Linked DNA regions of Mus musculus: regions 1, 3 and 4 are each linked to region 2. The links are chromatin contacts, called in public HiChIP or PLAC-seq and promoter capture Hi-C maps. All regions are on one chromosome and are shown on one strand. The core of a region is the stretch at or near the end of the contact, and the rest is flanking DNA. Distances in the headings are between cores, read along the strand shown. Region 1 overlaps Trim44 (tripartite motif-containing 44). Region 2 holds the start of Fjx1 (four jointed box 1). Region 3 holds the start of Pamr1 (peptidase domain containing associated with muscle regeneration 1). Region 4 overlaps Trim44 (tripartite motif-containing 44).

Region 1 (6,330 bases), core at 2,554-5,053, 67 kb after region 2:
TGGTCTTTTGATTATTATGTGATGGTAGGAATTTCTTTTCTGGTCCAAACTATTTGGAGTTCTGTAGGCTCCTTGTATGTTCATGGGCATCTCTTTCTTTAGGTTGGAGAAGTTTTATTCTATAGTTTTGTTGAAGATATTTACTGGCCCTTTAAGTAGGGAATCTTTACTCTCTTCTATACCTATTATCCTTAGGTTTGGTTTCTCATTGTGTCCTGGATTTCCTGGATGTTTTGGGTTAGTATCTTTTTGCATTTCACATTTTCTTTAATTGTTGTGTCAGTGTGTTCTATGGTATCTTCTGCACCTGAGACTCTCTCTTCTATCTCTTGTATTCTGTTGGTTATGCTTGCATCAATGGCTCCTGACTTCTTTCCTGTTTTTTCTATTTCCAGAGTGGTCTCCCTTTGTGATTTCTTCCTTGTTTCTACTTCCATTTTTGGGAAGATGTTGCATTCCACTCACCAGTGATCCTAAGATCCTGGGTGTGCTAGGGCTCCTCTGGGGACAGTGGGACCATTTGCAGAGTTCAACCCAAGGTGGCCTGGAGCTAGTGCCTACCAGAAAGAACCTTTGCCGCTGGTGCTGGTAGGGCCGGTTTCCTAAACCCTGTGTCCCTGCTCCTGCTGGCACAGGCCAGTTCTTCTAGTCTTATATCCTTTCAGTCTCCTCTTCCACAATTTCTATGAACCTTGGAGTGAATGATAAAGAAGTCTCATTAAGAGCTAAGCATGAAACAGTCTTTTTTTTTTTTTAAAGATTTATTTATTATTATACATAAGTACACTGTAGCTGTCTTCAGACGCACCAGAAGAAGGTGTCAGATCTCATTACGGATGGTTGTGAGCCACCATATGGTTGCTGGGATTTGAACTCAGGACCTTCGGAAGAGCAGTCAGTGCTCTTACCCACTGAGCCATCTCGCCAGCCCTGAAACAGTCATTTATACTTAGGACTTTCACTGCTTATGCATCTCTTAAGTAACTTGCCCACTGGAAAAAGAAGCTTCTCTGACCAAACCTGAATGACAGCAGTAAACTATGAGCATAAGCACAAATATTTATAAAACAAGTTGATGGGCATATCATGTCCATTTAGCTAAATGCTGATGCTATAACTTCTCCAATAGGGCCCATGGCCTCTCTGGCCATGGGCGTTTAGTCAGGTTTCAGTACCAGATGTGAATTAAGTCCAAACAGAAAGGAGTTGGTTACCTCTAGAAAAAGTGATGCCATTGTTGCACTAGTGTACACATTACTGCCTGGAACTTAACAGGATCCATAGCTGAGTAAAACTGTTAGTGACATCTCTCCTGCAGCAGCAGCCTGCATGGAACCTTCTGGCACTATGAAAGCTAGTCAGCATGGAGGAAACTTTCAGTTCAGCTCCTACTTGATTCTTCTATATCCTGTAACCAAAGTATGTGGTATCTTCAGTGACATGGTCTTAGCATATAGTCGTGGGGAGAATCCAACAGCAATAAGCAATAGCCTTATCATTTTGAGGGTCTCTGGGGCTCCCCTGGCTGGTAACTCAAAGGCAAATAGCCCACCTCTCCAACTGGAATTTTCATTTAATAATTTTATGGTTTCTGGGTCTACTCATTGAGCCCTCTTTTCAAACTTTAAAAAAATCTTTCTTTATGTTTAAGTTTTTGTACATTAGTATACAATATTGAACATATTTCCCCTCATAATCTCCCTTTTCCCAACTCTTGTCTTCTCCTTGGTCCCCTTAACATTACTTCTGCTTTCAAGTCACAGGTACAATATGTACACATACATTTAAGTACAAATACAAATAAGAGAACACATATGCTATTTAGCATTTTGCCATTGTCTTAGTTGGCTTAATATGAGTATCTCCAGTTGTTGCCATTGCCATAATTTCATTCCTTTTTTGAAAACATTTGCATTGTGTGTATGTATATATCATACTTTTCCATTCCTATGTTGGTTTCATAAAAAGGCTGTTGTGAATAGTGTTGCATTAAACATCTACCTCTGTATCTTTTTGTTCCCCTTGAGAAAGGCCTAGCTATCCACAAACTAGCTCTGTAGACTAGGTTGGCTTCCCAAGTCAGGAGATTCACCTGCCTCTGCTGGGATTAAGGGTGTGTGCCATCACTACCTGGCTTTTTATTTGCTTTTTTGTTATTTGTGTTTTGAAACTTGGTCTTGCTATGTAGCCCTGGCTGGACTTGAACTCACAGAAGTCGACCTGCCTCAGGCTCAGCCTCTGCCTCCTCAGTGCTGGGATTAAAGATACGCACCACCACACCTGCCTCCACTGTCACCTGCCTCCTGTATCGTTATCCTGATGTGTGTTTGCTGTTTTCCTGCAGGTTCTAGAGGAAAGCTCCTAGAGCCCAGGAGCCTCAGCAGTTCAGATCTTAGATTAAGGTTTTTGATTTATTGCCATTTGATTTTTGTGTAGGAAAAGAAATATGAATCTAATTTCTTCTACAGGTGGTTGCCCCATTTCCCTAGTGTATATTTGACAGCTTTGTCAAAAATTAGGTGACCATGCTGTGTGGTTTCTGGGTCCTCTTGGTCTACATTTCTGTTTTGTACAGTACCATAAAGTTTATTCATTATGATTCTGTAATATAAGCCAAGATTAAATAATTGTGACCATTCCAGCATTGATTTTTTTTTTCCCTCCCTGCTTGGATTATTTTGGCTATTTGGAGTCTTATTCATAATGTTTGTGAAGAATGCCATTTAAAATCTGATGTGGATTATTAAATATGTAGACCACTTTTGGTGATATCATTATTTCAACAATATTAATTCTGTAGTCTTTGAGAATTGGAGGTCTTTCCATTATCTAGAGTCTTCAGTTGTTTTTTTTTTTTTTTTTTTTTTTTTTTTAAGGTCTTTAGGTTTTTTTTTTTTTTTTTTTTTTTAATAGAGGTCTTTTAATTCTGTGGTTTGGTTTAGGCTCAAGATTTTATTTTATTTTTAAGCTATTACAAATGGGATAGTTTTCCTAACTTGTTCATGCAAAGTTTGTTGTTGGTACATAATTTTTTTTTATCTTTATATCCTAATTCTTTGCTGAAGGTACCTAAGTCTGAAATTTGCCTTGTAGAGTTTTAAGTCTTTTAAGTATATGATCTACAAATAAAAAATATTTGCAGGTCTGACTTTTCCTTAGTTGTTTGTATTCCCTTCCCCCCTTTTTTCTTTTCATATTTTGAACCAACCTTGTGGTGTAATCAACTTCATCATGATATGTGATGTTTTTAGCCTATTCTTGAATTTGGTTCTCAAGTGTTTTGTTGAGAACTTTGTCATCTATAGTTGTTGTTTTGTCCTTAGGGTAATACTGGCTTCAAAAGGCAAAGCGTAAAAGGTATTTAAAAAAATGGAATTAAAAGTTAGAGCAGTCTCTTCTTGGATCCCAAAAATTGGAAACTGACATTTTGTGCTTGGGTTAGGGAAGGTAAATTGAACCTGTCAGAAGATTTATGCTGGTGCTGAGCCTGAACCCTACAAGAGTCTCAGTCACTCTTCACTTTAGTAGCTTCCTTTTGCATAGCAAAGGCTTCTGCTGTCCATATGTAGCTTTGTAGTTATTGGGTTGGGCATGCTCTTTTCTTTTTGGAGACTCCCCAGACTCTGTCCCCTAGGGTGGTTAATGTTCTCTCTGGGGTAGATTTGGAGGATGTATGTCTCCCAAGTGTATTGGGGGTGGGGATGGCAAAACAGTCTTGAGATTTGTACAGGATCTGTCTTTGACCTTTCAAAACCTAGAAGGTATTCATTAACTGCCCCACTATAGGTGCCAAGTACTTCTTTGTTCAGAGTACTTGCCTCTACAGCAAAGTATGGCAGAGTGGTGGCTCTAGCTTGCTAACCTCAGTCTCAGGAATACTGGACCTCATAATTAGCCTCTGATGATGTCTGCCGGAAAGCAGGGCTCCTTTTCTCAGTGACATCATTTCACTGAGCCTCTTGCCCCTGGATGCCTCTGCTTTTTAGTGACCTGTTCTCTCTCTACACCTGCTTTCAGGGCAGTCTCTCTCTCACTCTGGGCTTTGGTGGTTGAGTTCTGGCTCTCTGACTTAATTGTTTCCCTTTCTCAGGCCTCCAGAGTAGCTCAGTTTGAAACAGTCGGTATCTTCCCCCTCTACTTAGTGCCTGGGCACTGCTCTCCTAGTATAGCCTACCAGATTGCTGTCTGTTTGTCAGAATATGCATAAGGCTCCATAGAGTACAGGAAGGAGTAGGTGTGGGGAATACAAGCCGTGGATGGGGTGAACTTGGACCAGAATCTTCCTTTTGTAGTTTTGCATCAATTCTAGAACTTGTTAGAGACAGGTTTGCTCTAAGAGACTTTCATTTTCATTTCTATTTGGGGGTGGTTGTATTAGGGAAGCTATTCTTCATACTTGTTTTGAGGCTGAACATAGCAGGCTCAATGTAAAGCCCAATGAATGTTTGAAAATAACTCTTGAATTGGCTGGAAATGTAGAATGTAGGATTTCCTGAAGGAAGGCTCTCAGATGCTGCTCTGTGTGTCCCCTGGGGAGGCCATGCTTTTGATGCTTTGTGGGCAGGAGGAAGGATTCTGGTGGTGAAATGCATTTTTAGGAAAAGACAAAGGGTTTCCTCATCTCTAAACTAGCAAGGTACAGCTGCCTTCAGTCTGTCATCTGCTTAGGGATTCCTTCATTCTTCGTTTTCTGAAGGAAAGACAAGACAAGGCGGCAAGACATGGTTTGGTGCATTCCTTTCTTTTTTCTACAGCCAGGGGTAAAGTCATAATCCATTAGTGTTCTTGCTGAATAGCTTAAAATGGGTGCCAGCAGCTGGAAAGAGAGAGAGAGAGGGAGAGAGGGAGAGAGAGAGAGAGAGATGCTGGGGAAAGCTTTCCAGGGACAAGTGACCTGCTTGTTCAGCCAATGAAAATAGGTTAGAGGAATGATATCACCAGACAGGCTTTTTTTGTCTGATTATCTTATAAAAAGCAGGATTGTATCTGGCAACCTAAGCCTTTTTTAAGTACTAAGGTTTCACCCTCCCTGGTATATGACTTCTAAATTTCTGTTCCCAACTGTCAGTTGCAAGACCATAGAGATTAAAAGCTTAAACGAGTAGAGAAGCTAGTTTAAAAAATAGAAATTACCAAACTTTACAACCATGGCTAGAATGGAAATGTGATCTGAGTTGTGTTCAAAGAGCACATCTAAAGCAAATGCTGGGCATGGTCACATGACCTTAGACCTTCTGCTTGTAGTCTTGGGAGGGGAAGGCAGTTAGTGGGAGAAGAGCCATTAGTGTATTCTAATTTATGGAATGGATCTTCCAAAGGATTTCCTGTTTGGGAGGGATTGAATTGACTTTGTAGCTGATCTTGAGTAAGTGATTTCTGTAATATGTTTATTACATATTACAGAAATAATTGACCTTAATTGACCCTTCTCCCATAAAAAAATAACAATAATTGTCTTTATGCTTGTTTCCTTACTGAACAATAAGTGGTCTTGTCCTATTTCATAGAATTTCTGAGATAAGAAAATAAATTAGTTCTTGTGACTTGAGATTTTGCTACATGCATGTATTACAATAAGAACATTTTTCTTAAGATTTTATATTCAGTTATTCATTTCTTTCAATGGACATTTCACACCTTTGTTTTAAACACTACCTTAATGACCTAAAAATATTTGAAGGCATGCATGCCACCGTGCATGTGTGAAGGTCAGAGAACAAATTTGTGAAATCAGTTCTCTGTTTCCACCTTTGTGTGGGTTCCAGGAACTGAGCTCAGATCACTGGGCTTGCAACCACAGAGTGGCAGCACTTTGTCTGCTGAGCCGTTATTCTAGCCCCGGGAAAGCAACACCTTCTTGAAACAGGGTATAAGAGATACAGACATTAAACAATAGTTCTAGCCTTTAAGGAACTCAAAACATCCCAAATCAGAAAAAACAGTAATTAAATACATATTTCATTCTTTTTATCCAGTGCTAGGTCCTGTTCTAACTATCCTGGTATACATGAATGTAATTATCTCTCAGCAACAGGTACTATTATGGCTAGCTCCATTTTATAGAGAAAGAAGTAGAGGTGCAGGAGGTAAGATGACTTGCCTAATATCACACAGCTGGTGATAGAGTTGGCTTTTGAAGCCATATGGGAAAGGTCTGCCTTCTGTGCTGACCTTTACAGTGCTCACTAGCCACATGTAACATGACACTTCATGTTACAGAAAATGTCTCTAGTCGAGCTTGAATTGGGCTGTATGAATAAGAACTAGATTTCGAAGACCTAGTTGGGGATGGGTAGGAATCATAAGACTCTCTCTCTTTGTCTCTGTCTT
Region 2 (6,016 bases), core at 3,276-5,775:
TCTCATTTATCCTGTAGTTTGTCATTTTGACTAGGCTGGCTTCTCAGTGAGGCCCAAACCTTCCAGTCTCCATGAAATAAAAGTTTAAAGGCACATGCCACCATTCCTGACTTTTAAGTGACTTTCACAGACTATCTCTCCAGCCACAGCTAAGTGATTCTTGAAAGACACACATCATGGTCATATAGCAAGACCAAGACAGGGAGAGCAACCCCCAAACACAAAGGTATTGTGTCCACCTAGGAAAGAACATGGAGACTAAAGACTGTCTTAATTTGAGCTGTTACAACAGAGTATCACAGCCTATGTAGCTCAAAGAGCAAATCATATTCATCACAGTTCTGAACCCTGAGGAGCCCAAGAGCACGGCGCACGAGAGTTCGTGTCTTCTGAAGGCGCTCCTACAGGTTCATACCCAGTAATTTTCTGCCTGGGTCTTTGTATGACCAAAAGAGCACGAGATGTGGAGTCTCTTTTACAAAGACATTAATCCTATTCACGAGGAGATCATGACTTTTATGATCCAGTCACTTTCCAGAGGGCCCTGCAGCTAATACAGTGGCATTAGGGTTGAGAATTCAATACTTAAGCCTGGAGGGAACACAGCCACCCAGCTCATAACAGCACAAACAATGGAATTGTAGCTGCGAGTTAGAAAGCTGGGCAAGGTCAGTAGTATTGGCCAACATTGGAGTCATGGAATCACTTTGGGATCAGAGTAAACTTCAAGGACCCTCTTTTCCCTCTCTTCTTTCTGTTTATTTTGGAGTGTCTTGCTTTATTATTAAGACAGGGTCTCACCATTTAACTCAGGCTGGCCTTAAACTTACAATCTTGCTTCCATCTCCTGGAAGGAGGGGTTGACTTGTGGGCACCAACACATTTTCTCTTACTTTTGTAGAAATATCAAAAAAAAAAGTGCACTTGGGCATCTCTGTCTTTGAGAAGAGTATGTAACTCAGCAAAAATCAGAATGAAGGAGGCCAGGTGGAGATGCAGCAAGGAATGGGTTGCCTAAAGCTGCCTGGAGGTTCACTAGAGCCAAGCACATGATGAGTGTCTGCCTACGGCCAGGACTACAGAGAGAGCCCATCACCATTTCACTCACTAGGAACCCTAAAGCATGCTTCAAGGAAAGCTTAATTTGAGTTGAATCTTTGATTTAATGCAACCATCTTTATACTTAACATTGCCTCTACCATTTATAATGCACAAAAGGTGCCAGAGCCTTAACTCTGTCACTTGGCAGCCATGTGACATCAGGCCAGTAACTTTCTGGTTATGCTTCTGTCTTGCCATCTCTAATGGTGAGACAAGGATAATATTTGCTTGGAGGGCTACATGGATTAATAAAGCCCATACTGGGCTGAGTCCCACACCACGCCCAGAAGAAGTAAGGACTTAGTAAGAGTCTGCTAATGCTGTTGTTATGGTTACCGTTAATATTTCACCTGAGCTGCATAACAACCTGTAAGTTTGGCGCGATTTATTATCCTCATTTCTCAAGTTGAGAAATTGAAATGCATGGGAGATAAAAACTAGCCCAAGGAACAAGTCAGAAAATGGAAAGCCTTTCAACCTCGAGCCTCACTCTTGGCTCCCAGCGCTCGTGCCACCTTTCCTAAGTTGCCCAGAAAGTGTGGTTCTGTGAGCCTGACCATTGTTCACACAGGACTTCAGGCAACTGTGAATATATTGGAGGTCTAAGCTTAAGGAGTACTAAGAGATTCTTAAAAGAGAAAATAGGTTCTTATTTGGGGATCCCTACGCAACTGCTGAAGGTCTAAAGAGATGATGTTTCCCCATCTCAGAGCCCCAGAGAATGCAGGGGTGCTTGCTGTCTTCAGGCTTCAAATCTAAGGAGCTACAAGGGCAGTCAGCTAGCAGGAAAGCAGAGGCAGGTTCTATAAACACTGTCTAAAATAATCAAACATTGCTATAACTCAAACGGCATACCACTCTGCAGGGTGTGTTTGTGTGTGTGTGTGTGTGTGTGTGTGTGTGTGTGTGTGTGTGTGTGTGCTTGCTTTCTCTAGCTTATCCCTCTGTTTTCTGCAGTTCTGCATTTTGACTGTTAAAGCGCTTCATACATCTCATCCTGGTCATGAGTACACTCGGGCCTAGGGCTAAGTCTGGTTCTGGGGCTCAAACATGAAGTCCACTCATCATCTGAGACATGAGATCTTAGCCTGGCTCTTCACGCCTCCTTTCATCAGTACCCTTAGTGTGACTGTGAGAGTCTGGAACTTGGAGTGGCTGGTATTAAAGTGGACTTTCCCAGACTAATAATCTTGCTCCCCTCACATTCAGTCCCTCACCAATATTATTTTTTCCTTTTAAGAACTTGAGAGAAAAGTTTCTTTGTATCCTGTAGCAGTGAGATATTTAAACAAACAAACAAACGTGATGATGCTACTTGAAAAGCTTCATCTCGTTCTAGGTGAATCATTGCATCATTGCTGAATATGCGCTCAGTGCCAGGCTTTGTGCCCTGGCCACTGTTACACAGTGGGCAAGAGAACTCCCCATGCAGGGTACCATAGTGGGTCACTAGGCACTACACAGTCACAGATTCTGCCAAGAGCCAAAACCACAGAGTCACCAAGCACTGTGAATTGCCCCGCTGCCCTCGGGACATAACTTGGCCCACGGTGGCATTTAGTGTTCTGAGTTTAACTTAATCACCACTATAAAATGTAGTTCTCTAATTAGAGGATATTCTGATTATGCCCACAAGGTGGAGATCTTGCTTACAGTTTGCCCACACTAAACTCAATGCAGGGGGAAAAAAACACCTAAAAGTTACATCAAAAGACAAAAATTAAATTCAATGAATCCAGTTCTTATTTCATGTAATATACTATATTAGCTGGTATATGAAATAAAAATTTGATAAGAGACAGTCCCTGCTCTCTAGGGAAAGACAGGGGGAAGCTTGCATGAGGCAAGAAAAAAAAACTTTTTAATGAATTAATATATTGTACTGGATCCATATGGAAGGCACTGTAATCCTTTTATCAGATAAGCACTACAAGAAGCCCCGTGGTTGGGAACACATTTAAGAAAGACCCCACACTTTCAGGTGGCACACAAGGTACCAGTGGGAAAGAAACCCAGGAAGGTGTATGCCTTGGGTCAGCCATGTTTTGGAAGGTTAATGTATCTACTCTGTCACAAACATTTTACATTGTCTACCCTATAACTCCAGAATAAATATACACAGCACAGGCAGATGTAGCCCAGCTGAAACCTCGCATGTGTTCCCAGGAGAGGAATATAGGGAAAGGAAACACACACACACACACACACACATACACACACACAATGTGAAAGAAACCGATTTTAAACTCTGGCTGTAGGACTCGGGGAGGAGTCAGAAGAGAACCTGCTTAGCATACGTACTGTCCTGGGACAGTTCCCTGGCAGTGCCAGCTCTGGCTCTCAGGACCCCTCACGGCTCTGATCTTATGACTAAGAATCTCCAGTTTGAAATATGGGATACAAGAAGGGAAAGGAAAGATTCAGTTTGTTTCCAAGAGATTTGCTGGTAAATTAAATCCAAGAAAGTCTGGAGGAAGATGCATCAGTTTTTATAATGTGTTGGTTTGTTTTTTTCTTCACTGCCCCACTTCCCACTAGTCCTTTTTCCTTTACACTAAACTAGTAAAACAATTGTTTATTTTCCTTTGTTTGGGAGAAATTTATAATTGGGAATAAAGTGACTGACTAAATGACAACTTAAAAACAAGGTGAGAATGTTGACAATAAGTGTTTATATCTATCTAGATATCCCTATCTCTACATATTGAACTTTCTTTAAAATGGGAAAGCCAAGTGGCATGCGACCAGGGGACCTGACTTGGCTGTCCAACTTGCACAGCAAGGTTTAATTCCAAGCATCCCTGAGAAAAGTCACAGAAGTTAACCTCATTGCTCTCAAGCCTGCAATGATCCATACCGGGGAGCTTGCATCTGGAGAGAGGTTATGGGTTCAAAGTCATTGGCTACAGATGGTTCCTCTCCCAGCTGGAGTCACATCCTCTAGGGCTCGAGACTTTCCGGGGAATTTACATAAGCCAGCGTGAATCACACCAAGTGAGGTAGCAAAAGGACTCACCCTGACCCCTGCCTGTACTGCGGTGGGGGGCTGTCTGAAGTTTTCAGATCAGACACAGTCCAAAGGAGGGTACAAGGGGATCATCCCACTCCCAACAAGAGCACCGGACACGCCGCTACTCCCAAGCCCTACAATTGGTCTCTGCCCCCGCCCCCGCTCCGACGCCCCCGCACGGACGCCCTCAGTTCAGCCTCCTCCCCGCCCCGAAGTCCGGGACAGAACGTGGGGCCACCTCTCGCTCCTGGAAGGATCGGTTGCCGCTTTAAGGGGAAGAGGAAGGGAAGGGGCGGGGGAGTGGGGGGCGGGGAGAGGCGGCAGAGGAGGGGGAGGGGGATCCCCCTCGCTCCCACGTGGTCCGGGCGCCTGTGAATCGCGCCCGCCGGAGGGTCTCACAGCGAAATACAAAAGCTGCTGGGAAGCCACGGGGAGGCGAGTTCCCAGCGCCGGGGCAGAGCGCTGGCCAGAGCCCCGCAGCGCTCCGCGGCCGCGATGGGGCTCCGGCACCCGAAGCCCCGGAGCCAGCTAGCAGCCGGGCCCGCCTCGCCGCCCGCACCCGGGCGCCCGGGCTTGGCTTGAAGCGGCGGCGGTGGCACCGGCGCGCCGGCAGGAGCATGGGGAGGAAGATGCGGGGCGCCGCCGCCGCCGCGGGGCTCTGGCTGCTGGCTTTGAGCTCGCTGCTGACGCTGTGGGGAGGACTCCTGCCACCGCGGACCGAGCTGCCAGCCTCCCGGCCGCCCGAAGATCGACTCCCTCCGCATCCGATCCAGAGTGGCGGCCCCGCGCCCGAGCCGCGATTCCCTCTGCCCCCGCCCCTAGTATGGGACGCCCGCGGCGGCTCCCTGAAAACTTTCCGGGCGCTGCTCACCCTGGCGGCCGGCGCGGATAACCCGCCTAGGAGGCACCAGGACGACCGCGGGCGGCACGAGCCCTCCGGGCTGTCCTGGCCAGAGGAGCGCAGGGCGGTGCACGGGGGCGTCTTCTGGAGCCGCGGCCTGGAGGAGCAGGTTCCCCGGGGCTTTTCCGAAGCCCAAGCAGCAGCGTGGCTGGAGGTGGCACGGGGTGCTCGGGTGGTGGCTCTGGATCGCGGGGGCTGCGGACGCAGTTCCAACCGCCTAGCCCGCTTTGCCGACGGCACCCGTGCCTGTGTACGCTACGGCATCAACCCAGAGCAGATACAGGGCGAGGCCCTGTCCTACTACCTTGCGCGCCTGCTGGGCCTCCAGCGCCACGTGCCGCCGCTGGCACTGGCTCGGGTGGAGGCTCGGGGCGCGCAGTGGGTGCAGGTGCAGGAGGAGCTGCGCACCGCGCACTGGACCGAGGGCAGCGTGGTGAGCCTGACGCGCTGGCTGCCTAACCTCACCGACGTGGTGGTGCCCGAGCCCTGGCGATCAGAGGACGGCCGTCTGCGGCCCCTGCGCGACGCCGGGGGCGAGCTGACCAACCTCAGCCAGGCGGAGCTGGTGGACTTGGTACAATGGACCGATCTGATCCTCTTCGATTACCTGACGGCCAACTTTGACCGGCTTGTGAGCAACCTCTTCAGCTTACAGTGGGACCCACGCGTTATGCACCGCGCTACGAGCAACCTGCACCGAGGACCAGGAGGGGCGTTGGTCTTTCTGGACAATGAGGCGGGCTTGGTGCACGGCTACCGGGTAGCCGGCATGTGGGACAAGTATAACGAACCGCTGCTACAGTCGGTGTGTGTATTCCGAGAGCGGACTGCTAGGCGCGTCTTGGAGCTGCACCGGGGTCAGGACGCGGCGGCCCGGTTGCTGCGCCTCTACAGTCGCCACGAACCGCGTTTCCCAGAGCTGGCGGAGCTCTCAGAACCCCACGCTCAGCTGCTACAGCGCCGCCTTGACTTCCTCGCCAAACACATTTTGCACTGCAAGGCCA
Region 3 (6,240 bases), core at 201-2,700, 98 kb before region 2:
TAAACACACTCGGGCTTCTGTACATGGAAATTATTAACCAAACATGGGAAGGGAAGTCTCATGTTTCTAGACTCTCTGTGTTGACACAAAGAGACGCCTCTGAAGGCTGTGGTCTCTCTTTCTGCAGCAGGCCAGTGCTCTACTCTCATGTCTTTCTTGGGCACTTGCCACCCACCTGCTAGAGCAAAGACCCCTCCTTTTGTACAAAACACAGGGTACTGCCAGCCAGTACAGAAAGGCTACAGGAAGGGATTGCCTTCTCCTAAGCAAAGTCACCCCTCTCAGGCAAATCGCAGCTGTGCTTGCTCATCTGGGAGGTTACCTTCTCTGCTTTCACCTCACCTCTCCCGCTCCACACCTCACACCTGTAGCCTCTAGCTTCACCTCCTTGCACCCCAACCCGTCAGCAGGGCTTCATTCACCTCACACCTCACCCTTGCCGCCACCCAAGACAGACAGACACACAGACACAGACAGAAGTCCCTGCTCCCTGCCTACTAAGATCCTCTTTTGAGACCTGTCATTGCCTGGCTTTGGCTCTGCAATCTGTCAAGAGGATGCCTAAAGTGCTGTCATGTCCCAATCTCTCTTGTGCCCGTAGGAGCCCATCCCCTATGAACTGTGGGTGACAAATACGCGACATGTGGGAAACAAAGGAGCCAGGACTCTTTCAAAACAAACGCTGTACACCCAGAAACAGACTGCCCATTTCTTCTAAGTTTCCCCAGGATGTGTGCTATTTTCTGAGCGAGCAGAGCTCCTGTACTGGGGGTCTGCTTTAAAGAGTTCCCACCTTACAGCTTTATCAAGCAGGGTTCATTGGAGAAACGCCCACCCAATCCCTGTTCTTCAACCCTGCGGGACTACTTTCCCAGGAAACTTTGACTTTGCAAATCAGAGCCAGTAACTCACAGGGAATGGGCTTCCCAGGGGAATGTGGTCCTTTAAAAAAAAAGATAGATAGATAGATAGATAGATAGATAGATAGATAGATAGATAGATAGATAGATAGATAGATAGCACAAGAGCTCTCTTCTTTAGCTTAGACATAGTTTAGTCCCACAATTAGGAATATCATCCTGTTCTTAAAGCGGACAACGGGAGCATCCAGCTCCCAGCCAGAAACCCCAGATTATCGCTGGAACAACCCCAACCTGTCCAGCTCCCCATCAGACCCCGCAAAGGGCTCCTGGTCACTAACAGTACCTCTTGGCAACGATGAGATGAGAAGGAGCTGCAGGAACACCAGCCCCAACTGCGCCCATCTGTCTAGCTCCATCGTTTCCCGTTGCTGTGTCGGTACCGAGTGACTGGAGGGGAGTGACTGGAGGGATGCCTAGGCGAGAACAGGGCAGCGGGCTCTGCTCTTGCCGGGACCTCCCCAAGCTCCAGCTGAAACAGAGCTCGGGTTTCAGCCCGCCGGGCTCTCCCACCCTCAGCTAGGGGAACCACCTTCGGCCAGAGCGACGTCAGCCCAAAGCTTTCCTCTTAACCCTTGAGAGGCCCGGGGAGTCGTGACCACGCCTGGAGGCCAGTGCACAGCGATCTACGGGGGACAGCGGGATACCAGAGCCCGCTCCTTCTCGCTGGACTTCCGTGATCAACCTTTGTTGATAGTGAAGGTAGAGATGTGTGGCAGGCAGCACTGACTGGGACCAGAAGTAGGAATGGCTGCGGGACCTCTCAGAGGAGGCTAGGGAGGATGCTCATTCAAACATCCCGCACCTGAGCTAGAAAGCTGAGAGGAGAAAGGAGGATTGGAGGCTGGGCTAGGAGGCTAGCATGGCACTGGGATGGGAGGCTGAGAGGGCAGGATGGTACTAGAACCTGAGATGAGAGGCTTATGGAAGAGGCTGAGAAAGGTGGCATGGAAGGCTGGAATGGGGGGCTGGGGCAGGTATTGGTTGTGGTCACCTAAATTAGGCAGACAGAGACAGATTAGAAGAGTGGCCTGGGGCCCAACAGAATGACAGAGCTGTTTACTGTTCAAGCACTAGGACCAGAGTTTATTTCCTGAAATCCATAGAAGGAGATACTCCTAAAAATTGCCACCCACCTCCATATAAGGCCGAGTATGCCCTCCCCCAACAGGCGATGGGAGGATAGAGTAAACCCACCTGCACTCCCCTCTCAACACTGCTCTACCTCCAAGCGCTTTCTTTCCCCTTTTCTGCTCTGAGCAACTGCACACACAGGCTACTGGGAAATCCTGATCTGAGTTCATGATGGTGGGGCAGCACAAGATACTCCCCAAGAGCATACAGGCAGGACCCGAGTGTCTCTATTCCACAAACAGGGAAAAGGAGTCCTTGAGAGTCTAAGGTCACACAAGTGAGGGGCACAGCTCTGAGGTTTGAGCCTATGATTATCAGATCCACAGACGGTAGTCCTAATCACTATGGTGTACAGCTTCAAAGGTGATACCCACATAAAAGTAAGTTTAACCATTAGTCAAGACGTACAATCGGTAGCGTTTTCTATAAATTCTGGAATCAAAAAGATTCAGATTTTAAGTCACTTGCATGAAATCACTGAGCTACGAATGGCAAAGCATAATATACTTGAGTCTAATTTAGACCTGGGACTTTGGGATGTGCCAATATTAGTTTGTGATGTTAGATTAAAACTCAAAGTTATGAGGCGTGGATGATTCTTCAGGGCTAGTGAGAAAAGTAATATCTCCATCCACGGAGGAGAATAATGAGAACTTTCTAGAAAGAAGGTTGAACCTGACCAGTGCCCTTGAGAAACAATGCATATATATGAATTAGTCTCTAAATTGTACTTATTCATTTTGCTCAAAGTATGTATGGCAAAGTTAACCAACAAAATGCACTTTAAATTGTTTAGGTAGATGATGGATGGATGGATGGATGGATGGATGGATGGATGGATGGCACACAGTTAAGTGACATATGACAGATACATACTTGTGGACTGATAAGTGATAGATAGGTAGATAGATAGATAGATAGATAGATAGATAGATAGATAGATAGATAGATGGATGCACATATACAAATTGAGTGATGGTAAGTAATTGAAAGAAAGAGTGGGAGAGAACCCATTGAAGAGAATTGTGTGGAGTTTGGCAATGAGCAAGAACATAATGTGAGTGTGACAGGGTTTCTAAATTTTATCCTCTAGGTTTTGGGGTGCTTTGATGATTTCGAAAAGTAAAATCCCAAGAAGACTATCTCCCTAGACTACTCATGAAGGCCTGAAGCAGAGAGAAAACCATGGAATTGGAAGGGACAAGATGATATAGACAATTTGAGGAAGGTTGAACACCAGCTCTCAGGAAAGTTTGGAAAGACAGGAACCATGACACAGGCCTCTACTTTCTGTACTCAGTGAGATATGGTTTTTCACTGGAGGCCAGGGCTAGTAAGAATGGCAGACCCTCCATCCATGGAGGGGAATGGGTAAGAGCAGTTGAAGAGACTGGGAGAACTCAGCATTCAATGACCTGTGTTCAAGTCCTTGCTTCACTTTCTAGCTACATGACATTGAGTGAGTTACTCAATTCTTTCAGCTTGTCTTCAGTATACAGTAGGCAAAATGATCAAACCTGTTTTAGAAACTCTTGGAAAGATGGAATGAGATTATTCATGCAAAGATACCGCACGCCTAGCACACACGGCTGCTGTAAATAAATATTAGGCATCATCATTGTCTGTCCTGAGACTGACCTTTAGAAAACTCAGTATGAGCTTTCTCCCTCATTGTCAACTTCTCCAACCAGGAGACATTTGTATAAGCAAGCATCAAGAATGGCATTGAAGCCAGTTGGTGGTGGCACACAACTTTGATCTCAGCACTCAGGAGGCAGGCAGATCTCTTGAGTTGAAGTCATCCTGATCTACAGAGCAAGTTCTAGGACATCCAAGACTGCTCCGAGAAACCCTGTCTTGAAAAACAAAACAAAATAGAATGGTATTAAAGAGAAGAAAAATGGCACAAAATAGGATATCTGAAAGAGTGCAAGGCAGAAACTAGAGGAAGAGTTTGCTCTGTTGTTGGTAGGAGCAATGGGTTAGACGTAGCTCCATTTCTAAATGCCTGTATATGTTAGGGCTTCTCAAGCCCTATAAGAGCAAGCTGTCAGGACCATCTCTTTCTTTACTGACTCCATCACCCAAGCCTCTTTGCACCAATACCCAGCATCCTACTCCCCACAGTAGCTGTACTGCCGCAGACATTCTGGGTCCCTGTGTCTGCCTGGAATGGGGTCTCTCGATGCGGGTGGGCAAAGCATGGATGAGCGACAAACAGACACACACACAGGAGAGTTCGTGTGGAATCTGAGTGTAATTTTACAACACGAGCATCAGACTTTTTATGCAGAGGACAATAGGAAGTTGGGTGACATATTCGCAAGGTACAATTGAGGTAACTGGAATCTTACATAAAACAGAGGAATGCAAACACAAAAGGTCTAATGGGAACCACCCAGGATAGAATACATTGATAACAGCTGGGATCAACAAGGGCTCCACTTAAAATTCACTAATCTTAGAAGCCAGGGTCAAGGGCTTCGCATCCTTGCCATAGTTCCTATTTTAGTCTCTTGTATAGTCCACCCAGATATGTTGGGCTCTGGGTATTGAACCTGAGGGGCAGTAGAACATGTCACCCAAGCATGCCTCTGTAACAAAAAGACTGAGCTAAAAGCAAATGAGAAGAAGCTATTGTGAGAACTCTGTGGCCCCTTCCATTTGAAAACTCTCCTCTTATAAAAGAGTCCCCATTTCCTGTATACGTGAGGAAAGGCACAAGTTAGTTATTATAACTCTTATGAGCCTGGAGGAGTTGATATACAAACCCTACTGCCTGGTGCTTGTCTCCCCATGGCTCCCTTATATGCTTATGCCTTCTCACAGTTGTGCCCCTGGAAACTCCTTGTCCTATCTTAGCCAGTTCTCCACAGATGAATTGTTCTGCTATGATTCTCTATAAGCACAAGGTGTAGTTGTGCTCTCTCCTAAGACAGCTCCAGGAGAACCTCCCTGGTTTATTGGCTAGCCAATCTTGTCTAATGGGTGAGCTCCTGGTCACTGAGGGATTCTACCTCAAAGGAGATGGACAGAATTACTGAGAATAGCCAAGGCTGTCCTCTAGTCTTTATATATAGATACACATGCATGTATACATATTGTACTTATATGAGCACATGAATACATACAAACATGCACACACATGTATACTCCCAAGTATATGAATCATGAATATATTTGATTTTCTTTTTATTAATCTGTTTCCTACTAGTCTAATTGGCAGGACCCTAGTCAATGATTGCAAGATGATTACAGAAAATAATAAAACTTCCCCCTCATTTATAAACCTGATGGGGTGCATCTTAAAGAAGTTTCTGATTGCAGGTCTTTTGCTTCTCCAGGGCTAAGAACTGAAAACACAGCCCCTTCTGTCTGGAATGCTCACAGGGCTTTGCATGCTAGTTTGAGCCACTAATTTGAGTTTCCTGGTTTCATTGGACAAGGGAACTCTGTAAAGAAAATACTCTGAGGTAAACTTCTCTGCTGTATACAGAAGTGTGAGCATCTATGTGGATGATTGAAATCAGTGATCATCAGATCATGTTCTGTTAAGCTTCACAGAAGGGGGTCTCACAACTACTTGTAGTCCCAGATCCAGAGGATCCAATACCCTCTCCTCTATAGCACCTATAGACACATGGCATGTACATACATACACAAATGCACATAGACAGATATAAAATCTTAAAGAAAATAATATTCTTGATTTAGCACTTGCTCTGGATCCTGCTCCTGGTGTTGACTCAACTGACTGAGCCCTTGTGAACTATGAACTTATGGTGGTCTTACTTTCCCTCCATTTGTTAAGAGAGAAAAATAACAGTAATATCTCCCATAGGCCTGGATCAAAGGGCTCAGAACAGCACCTAAAATCGAATATTGACTTGATGTTATAGTAGTGACATCCAAGATCTTTTTCTTAAAATTTCTGCAGTCATATTTTTACGTGTGAGTGTGTGTGTGTGAGTGTGTGTGTGTGTGTGTGTGTGTGTGTGTGTGTGTGTGTGTAAGTCAGAGGGTCAAAGGATAACTTCTAGGAGTTGGTTCTCTCTTTCACTATGTGGGATCTGAGGACCAAACTGGAGTTCTCATTCTTGGCAGCAAGTGTCTTTACACACCAAGCCATCTTACCCATCAGACATCAATGGTTCCTATGCAATGCTCCAGAGAGGAATAAATCCCA
Region 4 (6,082 bases), core at 3,245-5,744, 110 kb after region 2:
AGAGACTCACCTTGGTCTACTTCCTCTATCCTGCATTGTGACTCGCTGACGTGTAATTGCTCTAGCCTGTTTTCTGAAAGTGATTTCTCCTTAGCTACTGTCTCCAAACCTATCTGTTTAATCCTCACACAATACCTACCACACAATATCTCCTAAGCACCAACACCAAGAAGATTCTCTAGGGAGCTAAGCAAACCTTTGTTTAACATCACAGGATAGTTGCTTGTTGCTTGCTGTGTATTGACTATCCTTCAAATCATGATACATAGCCATGGCTGGCAAGGATCCTCAGTGGGTTTGGTAGAGCAAAAGTTTTAATATATAGAATATGAATATTAACTACTGTGGAGTCATCTTGTAAGACAGTCTCTTTGAAACCCAGAATGATTATTTCTTCTTCAAGCAAAAAAGCAATTTACACTTTCAGCCGCAATTTTCTGTCTTCTCTGTACTATTATGGGAGATCTGTGTTCCCTGCCTCACAGATTGTCTCCTTCTCTACCCCTGTTGAAGCCTGCTGAGAAGTAATATGTACTTGAGGAGAGGGGTGGCAGTATGATCTACTGGTGTGAAAGCGATCGTTTTGTGGGAGGCAGTGAGAGAGAGAAAAAGACCCTTAAACTCTTGTGCTTGGAGAAAAAGGAGCAAGATCAGGATTAAATTTTGATTTGCTTTTGGGTGTTTTGTTTTGTTTTTGTTTTTTGAGATTTTTTTTTTCTCTTTAAACTAAGAGAAAAATGACTTTTTAATAATATCAACTATACAGGGAACTTCTGTAGAATTTTCATCTTCAAAGTTGGCTGTTATTCAATCATAAATCGCCTGTTGAGATTGTGAATGCGAGCCATACTGCTTATATGATCAAACAGGAAGTTTGTTTGGAAGGAGTGAGAACAAGAGCATTGACCTACCTCTTCTCTTGTTCCTGTGACCAACGGTGTGGCCTTGGTCAAGCCATGTAACCTGTGTACTCTTACTTCTATTTAAATACCAGCCTCCCTACGGTACCTTTACCAAGTTACTGTACCTTTACCAAGTTAGCTTTTCGTAGGCGGTTTTCCATTGCTGCAACAAAGTACCTGACATAAATAGTTTGTGGCCCATGTGAAAGCCTAGAGAATTCACATTCACAGTTCTCAGAAGGTCACTTTAGTCTATTTCCTCTAACTTATATATGAAGAAAATTATTTTTTCCTCCTATGTAGTTTCAGAAATTTTAATCCATGATCATTGAGTATTTAGTCCTTGGACCTGTGATAAGACAGTACATCGTGGAAAGTGGTAGATAGTAAAAGTGGCTAGAAGTCAAAATATCAGAGCTAGACTCTGATGGCTTTTCAAGGCCATTCTTCAGTAGGCCACACACTGCTGCCCAGCAGTGCCAAAGTTAGTAGCCAAGCCTCTAGCACATAGTCTTTGGGCAATATTTATTAATCTTAGCTGTGTATATCTTTTAATTAGTAATTTTTAAAATTGTAAATCTCAGTGTTGTTTCTTTAGTAGCCGCAGTGGTTAAGGAAGAGGAGGCCATGGGTCTGTGGGTATCAGGACAAAGATGTCTGTTCTGTTCTTGCATTTGCAGAGGTCTCAAAGTCTAGCTAAATAGACAGGGTTATTATCATATTTAATTGGAATATAATTATCATTAAGATATTTAAAGAAACACTAATGAAGTACCAAGTATGTAGATCTATTTTAAATATTTAGATATATTAAATCATTTATTGCTCACAGTACCCCAAATAGATGGTTTATATATTATCTTCATTTTCCATCAGAGATGAAAAAATGAGTCAGAGAAGTTAGACATCTATGAGATCACAGAGTTTTTGGTTTTTGTTTTGTTTTGTTTTGTTTTGTTTTTAAAGGCAGCCTCCAAGTTTATATAGTTTGATTTCTGAGTGTAAGCTACACTATTGCATGATAATAATCCTATAAAGTAAATCTATTGAGTGTAGAATACTGCACTACTAACTCAAAAAGAATTATTCTGGATCTTGACAGATGGATGGAGCTAGGCATTTTCTGATGGAAAGAATAGGAAAGTCATCCAAGCAGAGAAACTAACAAATATAAAGGTTTCGAGATATAAGGATACATGTGCCAGTGGGGACTAGCCAGTAACTGACTCCAGAAGAGAAGTAGAGTTCAGCTTGTAAGGTGCCTGAGATGCTGAGTTGAGACATCAAAAGCTTTAGACAATTCCTGATACACATTACTTCTTGAAGCCAAGATTTTCTGTTGCTCCTCCAATCACATTTCATAATTTGTTATACATTGTAAATTGTTAGTTTGTCTTTAATGCCTCTGTTTCCCATCACTCTGACAGTGAGATGGCTCAGCTAGTAAAGGCTTGTTGCTGAGCATAGTGACCTGAACTCCATTCTGCAGATTCATGCGAGAAAAGTAGAGAACCAACTCTTACAGGTTTTACTGTGACTTCCACATGCATGCTCTGGTGCACAGGCCACATACATACACACAAATTCACATGTAATTTAAAAAGCCTGACATCTGATTATATTTAACAAACACCATGAAGCACAGAAAGCATTCCTTTTTTTTTTTTTTTCTTCCCCCGTGCAAAAATAAATGAGGTAAAATGTTTGGAAGGACTTCATTTAATTTTTATTGTGTTTATAGTCCTATGTTTATAGTTCTACCTTCCTCTAATTTAAAGTAAAGTTTAGAAAATAATTACCTAATTCCTTTCAAATAAATGAAAAAAGGCAATCTTAATGCTCCAACATTTTCCAAAGGGAGGACATAGATGTTACTTAATAACTAGTCACAGCAGTTGGTGTGAGCTGATGCTGCGTTGGTGTTCAGTTAGAACTGATGCTAAGGAGTCTGTTTGTGGCCTTACTCTCTTCTTGTTTGTCTTCCTAACCACTATAGCCTGGTTCTTAGCAGAATACGTTTTAGGAAGTCAAAACTCAATTCATTTTTAAAGAGTAACACTATTTGATAGCCTTGTTATGTCCCCCTCACACGTGGGTAGCCACAGCATAATTGTTTATTGAGTCTGTTGTATTTTACAAGAAACCTGCAGGTTAGTCTCAAGTTCCTTTTCCTTCTCCCTTCTTCCCAGTGAGAGACAGGCAAGAGGTAACAGCATATTTTCCTACCTTCTAATGTCCTCTTTTGCTCTGCCTTTCCTTCTTTCCTTTTTTTTTTTTTTTTTTTTTTTTTTTTCCTTTCTTGATGGTAGTGGGGAGGTAAGGGCAACGGAAACTTTAAGGAGGCATACATAAAACATGCTGGGAACACATACTAGTAGGTTTTGTTTTGGTTTTCTTTTTTTCTTTCTTTTTGAGGTGGTGTAAGGTTTAGGTACACTAAGTAGAAGTTTCCTTAATATTAGAACTGTAAGGAAGTGATTTCAAATCTTTAAGAAAAGACAGAACATGTATATGTATATGATATGTATATGTACGCAGGGTGGTATCTCAAATACTGAGGGTTTTTTTAACCACAGACTAAGATGCACTTGTTTAGACACCCTAAACATGAGTAGTTAGAGGTTCACAAAAGAAAAACTTTCTTACCCATCATATGCAGGTGTTTCAGGGAAGAAAAACTCCTTTTATATAAGAAGCCCTCAGTACCACTACCAGTTCTCTGTAGGTTGAAATGTGGTTGTAAAATGAAAAGATTTTGTTTCCTTGGTGACTACATGTCTACACTCTAGTTCCATCAATTCTATTTAAAGGAAAGTGAGATTGAGCATGTGAAAAAACAGCGCAGAGAGGGAGGAGCTGACAGAATTTCAAGGAAGTCAAGCAGGGAAACCATCATTCCTTAGTATCTCTCTGTTCTGGCTTTAGATGAATTTTAATCTAGATGATGGGGCACAATGTATTTTATCTGTCCAGAGTTACTGTCACTCGGACAAGTATAAAGTGACCAAGATGGCAGCTTTGTCCTATCTTTAAGAGCTGTCCAGGTAGTTAACCAGCAACAGCACTGGACTACTGATCCCATGAACATTGAATGGGAGCTAGACCAATGTAATCTCAGAGCTTTTAAAGTAACTTAGAATTATAGTTACGTTGACCACCCTTACGTATATGATAAAATTGATACTGTAAGAAGCTGAATGATTCACCTATGGCCATACAGTTAGCAAGCAGTATCACTAGGAGTTAGAACCCAAATCTAGCAGTCTTAAAATTCTCTGTGTTCAGCCTTTATATTGCAGTCCCTTTGTCAGGAGACAGAAGTTTAGATCTTACAACTTACTCAGTGGAAATAAGTAAAGCTTGATGGGTAAGATTCTAACAGTCAACAGGGATTCAGCCCTTTACCACCATTTTCCTTTTCTTTGTCAAATACAAACAAGCAGTTTGAAAAACAAAAAAAGTTGACATTAGGCTTGCCAAGGAAGAATCTGAAGGAGAATAAAGAGGAACCTCAGTCCCCAGACAGGTAAACATTAGTTTACTCCCTGGCTTTGGTGGAGCCAGCAACTGCCATTGCCTCTTCTGAAAGAGCCACTGTTCACCCAGTGGCAGGTGCAGGCCAACTGTTGCCATGACAACTGCAGGAGAAGCAAGCAGTTTAATTCCAGAACTGATAATTAACTGGGGGTGGGGGGAGTGGGAGCAGTGAAGAAATTGGTGGTGGTGGGGGATAATTGTCAGAGAGAAAACTTAGCAATTACTGGCAAGCTGCATATATGCAAAGGCCAGGCACAGATGCATCAACCCAGCGTTCCCCTAACATTCAGCATCTATCCCCTCTGCTGCAGAATTTGATGTACAAAAATGAGGGTCAGGTTCCCATAGACATCTGAGTCTCCTTAAGGAGCACACGCAAGGAAGGATGTTAGGTAGGCTGAGAAACAAACTCAGGAGGGCATATGAATGAGTACCTCAGAGACACCACCTGGCCAGAAGCAATTTAGAAACACTGTTAAAACTCTGAAGGATGGAAGCCATAAGCATGTTTCTTAGGAACTTCTACCTCTGCAGTTAGATAGGAGAAATGGTTTTCCAGAAAGTAAAGGGACTTGTAGCAGTGACCAGCTTAGATACTTGATCTTAGCATTATCTCATCAGTGCTTTAGAGGCTGTATTAATAAAGCACACTCACACACATGGCTTAGCATCTATCTTGTTTAACCTTACTACCTAGGAAAAAGACTATTATCTTCACAGCAGACCCAGAAATGTTATGTGCTTTAAAGCAAGCCAGCAAATTGGTAGGTCCTTGTAAGTTTACTTATACCATTCTGTTGGGAGATCATGTCTCAATTTAATAAGAAATAACTGTGTTTGTGCATATATATATATATATATATATATATATATATATATATATATATGCATGTACATGTGTATATTCAAGCAGTTGACATCAAGCATCTTCCTCTATCATTCTCCCTACTTGTCTCAAGATTCTAGGTTTCTTATTACTTTATTTTTAAAGAGAGGAATAGAAATGTTTATTGTATATTGTAGTTATACAGATTAGCTCCATGAAAGGCTCAGACTCAGGCATTTGATGTTGAAAGGCTTTCCTTGAAAAAGTATAAGGTCCTTCTTACTACAGACCATCATTTCCACCCTTCCTACTCCCTCCAACTCCTTCCATCTGCTTCCTCTCAAACTCATCACCTCTTCCTTCTTATTGTTACATGTGTGTGCTCATATGTACTTGTTATGTACATGTGTTTAGGGTGGACCACTTGGGATTGGATAACCTATCAGGGGACCTATCTCTGGAGAAAACTGATTCTTTCTCAGCAACCATGGCCTATAGCTCTTCGTCAAGGGTGGGCCTTCAGAATTTCTTCCATCCCTGTTGGCATGTCTACTGGTATGGTCATTATGAAGGTCATGTTTAGCACCATGTTTTTGATATCTTGTGAGTGCAGTTTTCCTATCATGTCTAAAGATAGGCATTGTGGTCCTCTGACTCATAGATTCTTTCTGTCCCCGCTTCTATAATATTCCCTGAGACTTAGGTGTATAGATTACATTATGGATGTACCAATTGAGATTGGACATCCCACAGCCACTTGACCTTTACATTTCCACCAGCTGCGTATCTCTGTTCATAGTCTGCATCTGCTGCAGAA

What was found. Promoter capture Hi-C pulls out the DNA fragments that hold promoters and counts their contacts. HiChIP or PLAC-seq counts read pairs in DNA pulled down with a chosen protein or histone mark.
Region 1: a CTCF HiChIP or PLAC-seq map of CD8 T cells shows a contact between it and region 2, with 9 read pairs. The contact joins the enhancer-like site here to the promoter of Fjx1 in region 2. A contact is called at or near these places in 2 of 15 datasets of contacts at CTCF or cohesin (CD8 T cells and pro-B cells), 6 of 484 Hi-C or Micro-C datasets (the AML12 cell line, LSK cells, brain and 3 more), 3 of 115 datasets of contacts at active chromatin or transcription factors (CD8 T cells and embryonic stem cells) and 3 of 9 other capture datasets (adipose tissue, liver and pancreatic islet).
Region 3: a contact with region 2 is called in an HNF4G HiChIP or PLAC-seq map of pancreatic cancer cells. The contact joins the promoter of Pamr1 here to the promoter of Fjx1 in region 2. A contact is called at or near these places in 5 of 39 promoter capture datasets (the 3T3-L1 cell line, embryonic stem cells, hippocampal neurons and 1 more), 15 of 484 Hi-C or Micro-C datasets (the AML12 cell line, adipose-derived mesenchymal stem cells, cerebral cortex and 5 more), 3 of 115 datasets of contacts at active chromatin or transcription factors (bone marrow-derived dendritic cells, embryonic stem cells and pancreatic cancer cells) and 2 of 9 other capture datasets (adipose tissue and pancreatic islet).
Region 4: a contact with region 2 is called in a promoter capture Hi-C map of hippocampal neurons, with 2.1 times the contacts expected there. The contact joins the enhancer-like site here to the promoter of Fjx1 in region 2. A contact is called at or near these places in 8 of 39 promoter capture datasets (the 3T3-L1 cell line, the C10 cell line, the HPC-7 cell line and 3 more), 2 of 15 datasets of contacts at CTCF or cohesin (CD8 T cells and pro-B cells), 2 of 484 Hi-C or Micro-C datasets (the AML12 cell line and neural progenitor cells) and 3 of 115 datasets of contacts at active chromatin or transcription factors (embryonic stem cells and fetal liver).

The regions. Positions count from the first base shown.
Region 1 is chr2:102,382,159-102,388,488 of GRCm38.p6, reverse strand. The region is part of intron 1 of Trim44 (tripartite motif-containing 44); the gene reads left to right. Among named protein-coding and RNA genes, the nearest start is that of Trim44, 16 kb to the left of the region's middle. Within about 2 kb of position 3,803, at least 74 of the 459 cell types and tissues checked have an H3K27ac peak or open chromatin away from gene starts, as enhancers often do. A contact at or near this core is called in CD8 T cells, LSK cells, liver and 1 more, where this site is marked.
Region 2 is chr2:102,450,301-102,456,316 of GRCm38.p6, reverse strand. Fjx1 (four jointed box 1) reads left to right here and starts at 4,525. Exons shown (of 1, transcript NM_010218.2): 1 at 4,525-6,016. The coding sequence starts at 4,729.
Region 3 is chr2:102,545,231-102,551,470 of GRCm38.p6, reverse strand. It overlaps Pamr1 (peptidase domain containing associated with muscle regeneration 1), which reads right to left and starts at 1,450. Exons shown (of 11, transcript NM_173749.4): 1 at 1,207-1,450. The coding sequence starts at 1,279.
Region 4 is chr2:102,335,528-102,341,609 of GRCm38.p6, reverse strand. All of the region lies in intron 4 of Trim44 (tripartite motif-containing 44), which reads left to right. Among named protein-coding and RNA genes, the nearest start is that of Gm52521, 28 kb to the left of the region's middle. Within about 2 kb of position 4,494, at least 18 of the 459 cell types and tissues checked have an H3K27ac peak or open chromatin away from gene starts, as enhancers often do. A contact at or near this core is called in hippocampal neurons and neural progenitor cells, where this site is marked.